Regions from separate parts of the Sus scrofa genome. Here region 2 is linked to region 1. The links are chromatin contacts, called in public targeted proximity ligation maps. All regions are on one chromosome and are shown on one strand. The core of a region is the stretch at or near the end of the contact, and the rest is flanking DNA. Distances in the headings are between cores, read along the strand shown.

What was found.
Region 2: a targeted proximity ligation map of skeletal muscle shows a contact between it and region 1. A contact is called at or near these places in 1 of 47 Hi-C or Micro-C datasets (heart right ventricle) and 1 of 2 datasets of targeted methods (skeletal muscle).

Annotation. Positions count from the first base shown.
Region 1 is chr4:65,382,219-65,387,220 of Sscrofa11.1, forward strand. No RefSeq gene overlaps it. Among named protein-coding and RNA genes, the nearest start is that of SLCO5A1, 55 kb to the right of the region's middle.
Region 2 is chr4:65,521,071-65,526,072 of Sscrofa11.1, forward strand. SLCO5A1 (solute carrier organic anion transporter family member 5A1) reads left to right here. Exons shown (of 11, transcript XM_005663031.3): 5 at 3,459-3,623. Among named protein-coding and RNA genes, the nearest start is that of SLCO5A1, 84 kb to the left of the region's middle.

The DNA.
Region 1 (5,002 bases), core at 1,508-4,007:
GAAATAAGTGCAAATGGCTAATTAACATGCAAAGAAAAAAAAAAACCGTGAAAAGGTAGTCACTCTGTAATACTTTAACAATGAATTATCATGGTCACAAAATTGGCAACATTTTAAATAGTCAGAATATCTGTTACTGGTGAGAATGTGAAAATTGAGCAGTCAAACACTATTGTTGGCCACGTGAAATGATATACCCCATCAATGAACAGAATAGCTGTTTCTGGAGGAAAGTTTACATGTGTGAAAAGCCTTAAAAAACATGCAAGCCTTTTGACCTAACGATTCTACTTCTAGGAATATCTTAAGGCAAAAATTGGATGAGCAGCAAGCTGTGTATATACAGGGATGTTTGTACAACTGCAGTTATAATAATAAAGTAGAAACAACCTAAACATGCGCTAATAGCTATTACAGTTATTATTATAAAGACGAAATTGTTCAGTGAGATGGAAAGAGTTTTTTCAAGTAATATTATTGAAAACAAAAAAATCAGACATCTTATGTTTGTTTAAGAAGAAAAGTATTGCTTTCCCATTGTGTCACAGTGGGGGCGAATCTGACCAGTATCCATGAGGATGTGGGTTTGATCCCTGGCTCGCTTAGCAGGTTGGGAATCTAGTGTTGCTGTGATCTGTGGTGTAGTTCACAGACATGGCTCGGATCTGGCATTGCTGTGGCTGTGGTGTAGGCCAGCAGCTGTAGCTCTGATTCCACCTGGGAACTTCTATATGTCTCGGGTGCGGCCCTAAAAAAAAAAAAAGAAGAAGAAGAAAAAGAAAAATGTTCATATAATCACAGAAAAAATATTGGAAGCGCATAGCTCAAAATTTGGAAGCAATTGCCTTTACATGGAGAATTATTGTTTTTTTATTTTTTATTTTTCTGCAATGAGTTGGTCTTATGTTTTAGTTGCTATTGCTGCATTGCAGACCAAGGCAAAACTATGGCATAAAGGAACAGTCATTTTACTATGTTTACAAGGTCTATGGGTCAAGAATTTGGAAAGGTCAGAGCAAGGACATCTTGCCCCTGTCACATCCTATCACACACCTCAGCTAGGAAGACTTGAAGTCTGGGGGTGCCTTGACAGCTGGGGACTTGAGGACCTGAAGACTCCTTCACTCACAGGTCTGACCCCTGGGAGGATTTGAAGACTCCTCTGTCTGCTGGAGGTGCCTACATGTGGCCTCACCATGTGGCTGGACTCCCTCCCAGCATGGTGGCCTCAGTGCCACTGGGCTTCTTCCATGGCAGCTGAGGGCTCCAGGTATGGACAGTGCAGTGAGCAAGGGAGATGCTGTGCTGCCTTTTCTGATTTGGCTTTGGAGGTTGTGTGGTCTTACCCTGCTGCTTCTACTGAGTATGAGTTGCAAGCTCATTCCTATTCAAGGGGAAAGCAACATAGACATGATCTCTTGGTCACATTGGAGAAAAGTGAGAATGGGAGATAGCGTTGCAGCCATCTTTGGAAAATGCACACATCTTGCTTTTGTAGTTAGGAGGAAAAAAAACCTCCATAAATATTGTTTCATTAAAAAAAAAAGTTAATTAGGATTTCCCGTTGTGGGCCAGTGGAAATGAGCCTGACTAGTAGCCATGAGGATGTAGGTTCGATCCCTGGCCTTGGTCAGTGGGTTAAAGATCTGACGTTGCTGTGATGTAGTGTAGGTCGCAGACGCAGCTCGGATCTGGCATTGCTGTGGCTGTGGTGTAGGCTGGCAGCTGCAGCTCCGATTGAATCCCTAGTCTGGGAACCTCCGTATGCCACAGGTGCGGCGGTAAAAAGACCAAAAACAAACAAACAAACAAAAAAAGACCCCTAAAAAACTCCTATATAAAATAGCTATGAGCCTATCTGAGTTTTGGATTAGAGAACCATTTTGCATTAATTGAATTGAAAACAACCTTTCCAAAATTTGTGGTGTGTCCTGTCCTATCCTTTCCTTTTGTTTTGACCCTGTCCACAGCATATGGAAGTTTTTGGGTCAGGGATGGAACCTAAGCCACAGAAGGGACAACGCCAGATCCTTTAACAGCTGCACCACCAGGGAACTCAGAGTCTCTGGTCCTTGATGCATTCCTGAGTGTGGGCACAAGGATAAAAGTGTGGCTGAGTGGGTGTAGGATTCCCAGCTACGATATAAGGAAACCAGTTAAATCTGAATTTCAGATAAAGAACAATTAAAAGTTTAGTATAAGTCTGTCCTAAATTTTTCATGGGCCATGCTGATGCGAAACAATTATTCATTGTCTGAATTTCAAATTTAACTGGGTTTCTTACATTATTGTTTTGCTAAACCCCGGTTGCCTAGTTGGAGGGCCGTGGTTATCTTCTGACTCCCCCCTGTCGGGCAGGGAGGGGAGGAGCTTTTGGCCGTGGTGCAGGATTCTATTTTCAGCGTGGGCATCAACACTGTCTCAGAATAGAAGAGGCTGAGAGATGGAGCGAGGGAAAGAATGTTTTCCAACATGCAAGGCTGGAGATCCGGACTTGATTCCTGAACGTGTTGAAAATGTCCTATGACCTTGGATAAGTCATTAAAATCTCTCTATGGCCCAAGTCTCTTATGTGAATCATACTAGCCTAGCATACAGTTGTTGGGAGGGTGAAATTAAGATGAGTCAATGTATTTCAAAGACCCCAGAAAAGATTTAAAGCCTTGGCACTGGATTTCCCACCCTGGTGCAGTCAGTTATGAATATGACTACAGAGGCTTACTTAGGTTGCTGTGAAGGCACAGGTTCAATTCCCCAGCTCAGCCCAGTGGTTTAAAGGATCTAGCAGTTGCTAGAGCTGTGGCGTAGGTTGCAGCTAGGGCCTGATCCAATCCCTGACCCAGGAACATCTGTATGCTATGGGTGTGGTCATTAAAAAAAAAAAAAGAAAAAAGAAGCCTTGGTACTGACTGGTTTGCTCTCACTCTGAGTCTGAGTAGCACAGAACCTGAGGGGGAGTAACACCTGAGGGGCCATCTCTGTAAGCTTTTTGGCCACGAGAGCCCATCACTTTTTTAATATTTACATTTTTTATTGGCCAAGGAACATAGCAGGTGGATGTGGGATCTCAGTTCCCAGACCAGAGATTGAACCCAGTCCACAGCGATGAAAGTGCTGAATCCTAACCATTAGACCACCAGGGAACTCTCCACATCACTCTTTTTATTTTATTTTATTTTATTTTATTTTAGTCTTTTTGGCTATTTCTTGGGCCGCTCCTGTGGCATATGGAGGTTCCCAGGCTAGGGGTGGAATCAGAACTGTAGCCGCCGGCCTATGCCAGAGCCCCAGCAACGCGGGATCCGAGCCGCGTCTGCAACCTACACCACAGCTCACGGCAACGCCGGACCGTTAACCCACTGAGCAAGGGCAGGGACCGAACCCGCAACCTCATGGTTCCTAGTCGGATTCGTTAATCACTGGCCACGATGGGAACTCCCTTTTTTTTTGATTTTTTAAATTTATTTTTATTTTTAAATTTTTTTTCACATCACTGTTTTTAAATAAAACATCACAGCAAATTTGCTGTTGCTTTTTCAAATCTATCATCCACAGTCCCCTCATGAGCTATTGAACTCAGGACAGGAGTCAGGACGTGAACTAGGGCAATAGCAGACTGTCTTGTTAATTAGGAATTAAATGTGTCATTAAGTTCTTTGTCTTTCTCTTCATTTAAGGACTGTGACTCTCTCTTTTGTGGAATTCACACAAGTTAGAGGCTAAAATGCTCTAAAGAGTTATATCCTACTAGTTACAAAATAAATAAGTCGGGGAGTTCCCATTGTGGCTCAGCAGGTTAAGAACCTGACTAGTATCCATGGGGATGCAGGTTTGATCCCTGACCTAGCTCAGTGGGCTCAGTGGGTTAAGAATCTGGCATTGCCTTTTTCTGTGGTATAGGTTGCAGATGGGGCTCAGATCCTGCATTGCTGTGGCTGTGGTGTAGGCTGGCAGCTGTAGTTCTGACTCAACTCCTAGCCTGTGAATTTCCATATGTGTCCCTAAAAAGCAAAAATAAATAAAGAAGTCACAGGGGTATAATGCGCAGCACAGAGAACTTAGTGGACAATATTATAATAACTTTGTGTGGTGTGTAATCTAGAAAAATAATGTCACTATGTTATAAGGAAACTAATACAATATTGTTAGTCGAACCATACTTCATGAAAAAAAAAGAGCTTAATAAAAAGCTCCCGGAGTTCCCGTAGTGGCTCAGTGGTTAACGAATCCGACTAGGAACCATAAGGTTGCGGGTTCGATCCCTGGCCTTGCCCAGTGGGTTAAGGATCAGGCATTGCCATGAGCTGTGGTGTAGGTCGCAGATGTGGCTTGGATCCCGTGTTGCTGTGGCTCTGGTGTAGGCCGGTGGCTACAGCTCCAATTGGACCCCTAGCCTGGGAACCTCCATATGCCACGGGAGCGGCCCTAGAAAAGGCAAACACACACACACACACAGAGCTCCCTTCCTTTTCTTCTTTCTCTGCTAAGATGTGATTCTAGTAGCTAAGAATAGGGTTAGTGAATTTATGTCTGTTTCCAAAAAGAAATCTGGTCAATGGCAAAGGTTTTTTGTTGTTGTTGTTTATCAGTTGCTGGGTAGAAAAGGATTCTGCATAGCTGCAACCTGCCAGAGTCCTATAAGGCAAGAAAAAACCTGAGTTCCCGTCGTGGCTCAGTGGTTAACACACCTGACTAGCATCCATGAGGACTCAGGTTCGATCCCTGGCCTCGCTCAGTGGGTTAAGGATCCAGCGTTGCCGTGAGCTGTGGTGTAGATTGCAGATGCAGCTCAGATCTGGTGTTGCTGTGGCTGTGGTGTAGGCCGATGGCTACAACTCTAATTGGATCCCTAGCCTGGGAACCTCCATGTGCCGCGGGTGGGGCCCTAAAAAAAAAAAAATTAGTCTCAATAGACTTGACAGCAGTGAATTATGGATAATTATAGTATGCTAATCTCTGGAGAATTAAAATTCTTTTCTCTGAGTGTTTTTATCTTTGGGTC
Region 2 (5,002 bases), core at 1,696-4,195, 140 kb after region 1:
AGGCACTTTGAGGCTATGTAAGTACAGTTGGTTCTCGTTATTTGTGGTTATTGTGTTCTCTGCAGTTATGGTAAACACTGAGTTAGTGAATGTGGAAGCATTGCTCTGGGGGAGATCCAGGGTTAGATTCCTGCCGCCACGTAATCATCCAGCAATCAACACATAACTTTGTGTTAGATGTGTTTCTGTTCAAAGTCACCTTATTTAATATATATTGTTGATTCATTAACATTGAACACACAGCCAACAGTAGTGTAACTCATGCCTGAAGAAAGCTTACCTAACTCATGTTTTAGACAGTTCTCCAAGGAGCTCTGGTTTCTTTTAGTGTAAAATGGCATTTAGGAACCATGTCATTACCTTTTTTTTTTTTTTTTTTTTTTTTTTTTTTTTTGCTTTTTAGGGCTGCACCTATGGCATATGGAGGTCCCCAGGCTAGGGGTTGAATTGGAGCTGCAGCTGCCAGTCTACGCCACAGCCACAGCCATGCCAGATCCGAGTTGCATCTGTGACCTACACCTCAGCTCACGGCAACACCGGATCCTTAACGCACTGAGCGAGGCCAGGGATCGAACCTGTGTCCTCATGGCTACCAGTCAGGTTCGTAACCCACTGCACCACAGCGGGAACTCCTGGCTGTCACTACTTCTAAGCCTTGTTAGTAGACAGTTAGGAAGTGGGTGTATGTGTACACACACATGCACACACACATCTCTCCGCCTATTTGTCTATCTACCTACCTACTTATCATTTGTCTGTGTAAACCGTGAACTCACATCATCATCTCCAGTTCCAATCTGTCCACTTTCCATATTTGTAACTTCCCTCTCTGGCAGTTAGAAAACTCCCATTAGCGTGGATGTATTTACTTGTTTACTCACGTCCCCTGTATGTAAACAAATAACCAGCCCCACCAGCCAAAGATGTAGCCCTAGAGACGTGGCCCTCCACTCTGCAGGGCATGTAGTTTGAAAGTTTAACTCCAACAAAAGGCAAGGAGGAAGGTGGAAGAAAAAAGGAAGCTAACTTAAAGTTGTTGAAAGTTGGAACTTTTGCCAAATTCTTCTTAAATAACAGTAAGTTTTCTTTCAAGTAAAAAAGAGAAGGAGTTCCCATTGTGGCTCAGTGGTTAACGAACCTGACTTGCACCCATGAGGACTCAGGTTTGATCCCTGGCCTCGCTCAGTGGGTTAAGGATCTGGCGTTGCTGTGGCTGTGGCGTAGGCCAGAAGCTGCAGCTCCGATTCGACCCCTAACCTGGGAACCTCCATATGCCATGGGTGCGGCCGTAAAAAGACAAAAGACATAAAAAAAAAAAAAAAAAACAGAGAGAGAGAATCACCATGTGTGTTTTTTAGTTAGCTTTGAAATTAGAAGGCTATCTTACCGTACTAAATGGGCATAAGAGAAAAACCAGTTTTATGTAACTAGTGTCTTTTAAAATATTCATGTTATACATATGTTATCTTCTTGGATTTAAACATTTTATTTTGTATTTTCCCCAGATGTTTTCGATTCAACACATTGGCTTTTAATATATTAGCTAACTTAATTTGAATCTTTAAATGTTGACAGGAAATCTTATTAACTTTCTAATTTTAAATTTTGGGTATGGCATTTTGATTTGCCATATTTATAAGACAATATTAGGTACTTATATGAAGTACTCTGATGATACTTTTTCTGGTGTGTTTGTCCATGTTAAAAAAAGTATGCATCTTAATTTTTCTTTTAAAATATTTAAACTTGAAACAAATTATGATCTAGAACATCAAAGTTAGTTTGCACTTTAAAATGATAATAGTGAATAGTCTTGACTTTGCAAGTCTTAAATTCTGGTGAACAGGCTCTGAATTATAGCTTTAATAAGAGTTGGTGCTTAATTTTTATGAAATTATTGTAGCATAAAGAGATAACTGTTCTGATAACTGAGAAACTGTACATGTCAAAAGTAATGCAGCTTATGTACCTTTTCCAGGAAAACATGTAAAGATCATATACACGTGAGTGAATTCACATTGCAAACATGCCAAAATACAAAACTATATACATAGAACCCCTTTTTATTTCTCTTTCCCAATGTTACTTGATTTATAGAACTTCTCGGTGTTATATATTTTTTTGTTTGTGTGTTTTTTGTCTTTTTTTTTTTTTTTTTTTTTATAGCCACATCTGCGACATATGGAGGTTCCCACACTCGGGGTTGAATTGGAGCTATAGCTGCTGGCCTGCACCACAGCCACAGCAACGCCAGGTCTGAGTCGTGCCTGTGACCTACACCACAGCTCGCAGCAGTGCCAGATCCTTAACCCACTGGGTAAGGCCAGGGATCGAACCTGTGTCCTCATGGATACTAGTCAGATTCGTTACCGCTGAGCTACCACGGGAACTCCGGTGTTATGTATATTTAAAAGTATACATTCAACTGTATATAAATGCATTGTTTTGGTTTGTTTGATTTTTAGCTAAATATTATATGTATATTTACACACATGTATAGGTATATTTCTGCGGCAGCTTGCTTTATTCATTAAGCATAAATACTTCTTGGAGTTCCTTTTATGCCAGTACATAAAGCTCTATTTCATTTCTATTGCATAGTATGTCATTACACGGCTGTGCCATAATTAAACATTTCCCATTGATGGACATTTAGTTTTTTTCCCTAAATTTCTGTTGTTGAAAACAGTGCTGCAATGAAAATGCATATTCATCTTGAAGCACGTAGATAGCAGGTTATGCAAAATAAATGCCTAGATTCCAAAATGAGGCTTTTTTTCTCTTCCTTGAGAGGCAGGTGGATGGCCCCTGAGCTCCCGCCTCTGGGCTGTCCCGCTCCTTCGGAGATCATTTCCGTTTGTTCCTTGAGCCAAAGTCCCTGGAATGTCTGGCGTGGTGGCCTTATCCCTTTTAGCTGTAGTATTTCCTGTTTCATAACGAGGCTGGAAGAACAGATGCCTGTCATCATGTACCAGCTCCTCTGCTGTGGGCGTCAGCGTGTCAGGCCAGGCAGATGGCACCTCCGAAGTGACTTTACTCAGGGAAATGGGAGTTGGGTGAAGTGGAAACTAATTTAGGACTACATTGCAGGTACTTTCCACATTTGGCAGACTTTTTTAGGGTCTTACAAAAAATAGCTTTATTTTAATCCATAAAAATGCCAATCATTTACCTTAAGCAGTTTCTGAAACAAGAGTCATAGGTTGAGTACTTCTTATAAGGATATGTGTGTATGGGTATGTGTTTGGATTCTATATTAAAGTTCCTTATCCTAGTTAAAAAACAAACAAACAAACAAACCCAAATCTGTTTAATAAAGGGGATGAGTTCTAATTAGTGATCAGGTTTTTATGTATTGCTGAATGGCTAGTTCCAGTTCATTTCAGAAGCAATTCAATTTTCTTTTCTTTTCCATCCCTTGTTTATAACATTCATTTGTCATTTTTGTCATTTTATAGACCTACCAAGAGCAGCTGTCAGGATCTTAAGCAACATGACATTCCTTTTTGTGAGTTTGTCATACACAGCTGAGAGTGCCATTGTCACTGCTTTCATTACCTTCATTCCCAAGTTCATCGAGTCACAGTTTGGTATTCCGGCTTCCAATGCCAGCATCTACACTGGTAAGGCACTGCTGTTAGAACTCCTTGAAACCATGATCATTTTTGCCCACTAAACTAAAATGCAATGAGTGAAGAGAAAGTTCGTTCTAACATCGAAGTGTTAAATTTAAGTTCATTCACAGCAACCTTCCCCCTCGCAGATTTTAGGAGGAAGTCTTTGAATGTTTTCTCTCTGCTTCGGATTGTATTACTGTGTGACACTTTTTACCAACTGTGTTCTGAAAAAGGGGGAATTCTGCATAGTTGTGTTCTTATGGTTCTTAGTTAAAAAGCATGAAATAGGCAAAGCCTTCACATTTAAATCTGAATAAATCTTATGGGTTGACATGAGTATGAAAGTATTAAACTAAAAAAAAAAAAAATTGGGAGTTCTCCTCGTGGCTCAGTGGTTAATGAATCCGACTAGGAACCATGAGGTTGCGGGTTTGATCCCTGGCCTTGCTCAGTGGGTTAAGGATCCGGCGTTGCCGTGAGCTGTGGTGTAGGCCGGCGGCTACAGCTCTGATTAGACCCCTGGCTTAGGAACTTCCATATGCTGTGGGCGTGGCCCTAGAAAAGGCAAAAAAAAAAAAAAAAAAGACAAAAAAAATTCATGGTATGAAATATAGATCAGTTTCATGGTAGCAGGATTTTCCCTTCATAATGTGAACAGATTTTAATTGCGTTACTGGAGATGCTTGAAGTTGGAAAGGAAATCTGTGGATTTTATTTTAGATGATGTTTTATGTCTGAGAAAATTGATTTTTAGAAGACTTTGGCACTTGGACCCACAGTATTTAATGGTCAGATAGTCAGAATTTTTTTTTTTTTCCGTAGTAAGGTGGGTGCTCAGAAATGTGGGAACATGAATTCTCAGATACTGGGATTTTTAGTGTATTGTATCATGTAATATTATGGATGTTTCCTTAGTGGTTTCAAAGATGGTGAAATAACTATCCACCTAAGGCTCAATTTATTAATAAAGTATATTTAAATAGTTAAGTGGAGAATTACAAGAACTTCTCTGTGGCCTTGGCTCCCACTTTCTGTTCCACATTCATATTCAAACTCAGCAAGCTTGGATCACCTGAAAATTAACAGACACAATTCCATTATTGTAGAAAGAGAAGTTGACTTGACATAGTTGCATAATTATTTTGTTGTCTTTTCACTTTGCCCTTAAACAGACACATGTATTGGCTGTGAGTTCGTGATAGCTAATCTTTTCATGAAGCGTGCCCTGCTGTGGACCTTGTAATTATCACCTATAAATATGTTTTTCTTTCTGTTGGTTTTTAAAAAAATGTATGTTTTCCTGATATCAAGGTCATATTTACAGACTATGAAACAAGCCTTGAGCAGGATAACCAAGAGTTGTCTTGTAGGTAGATCTGAAGCCA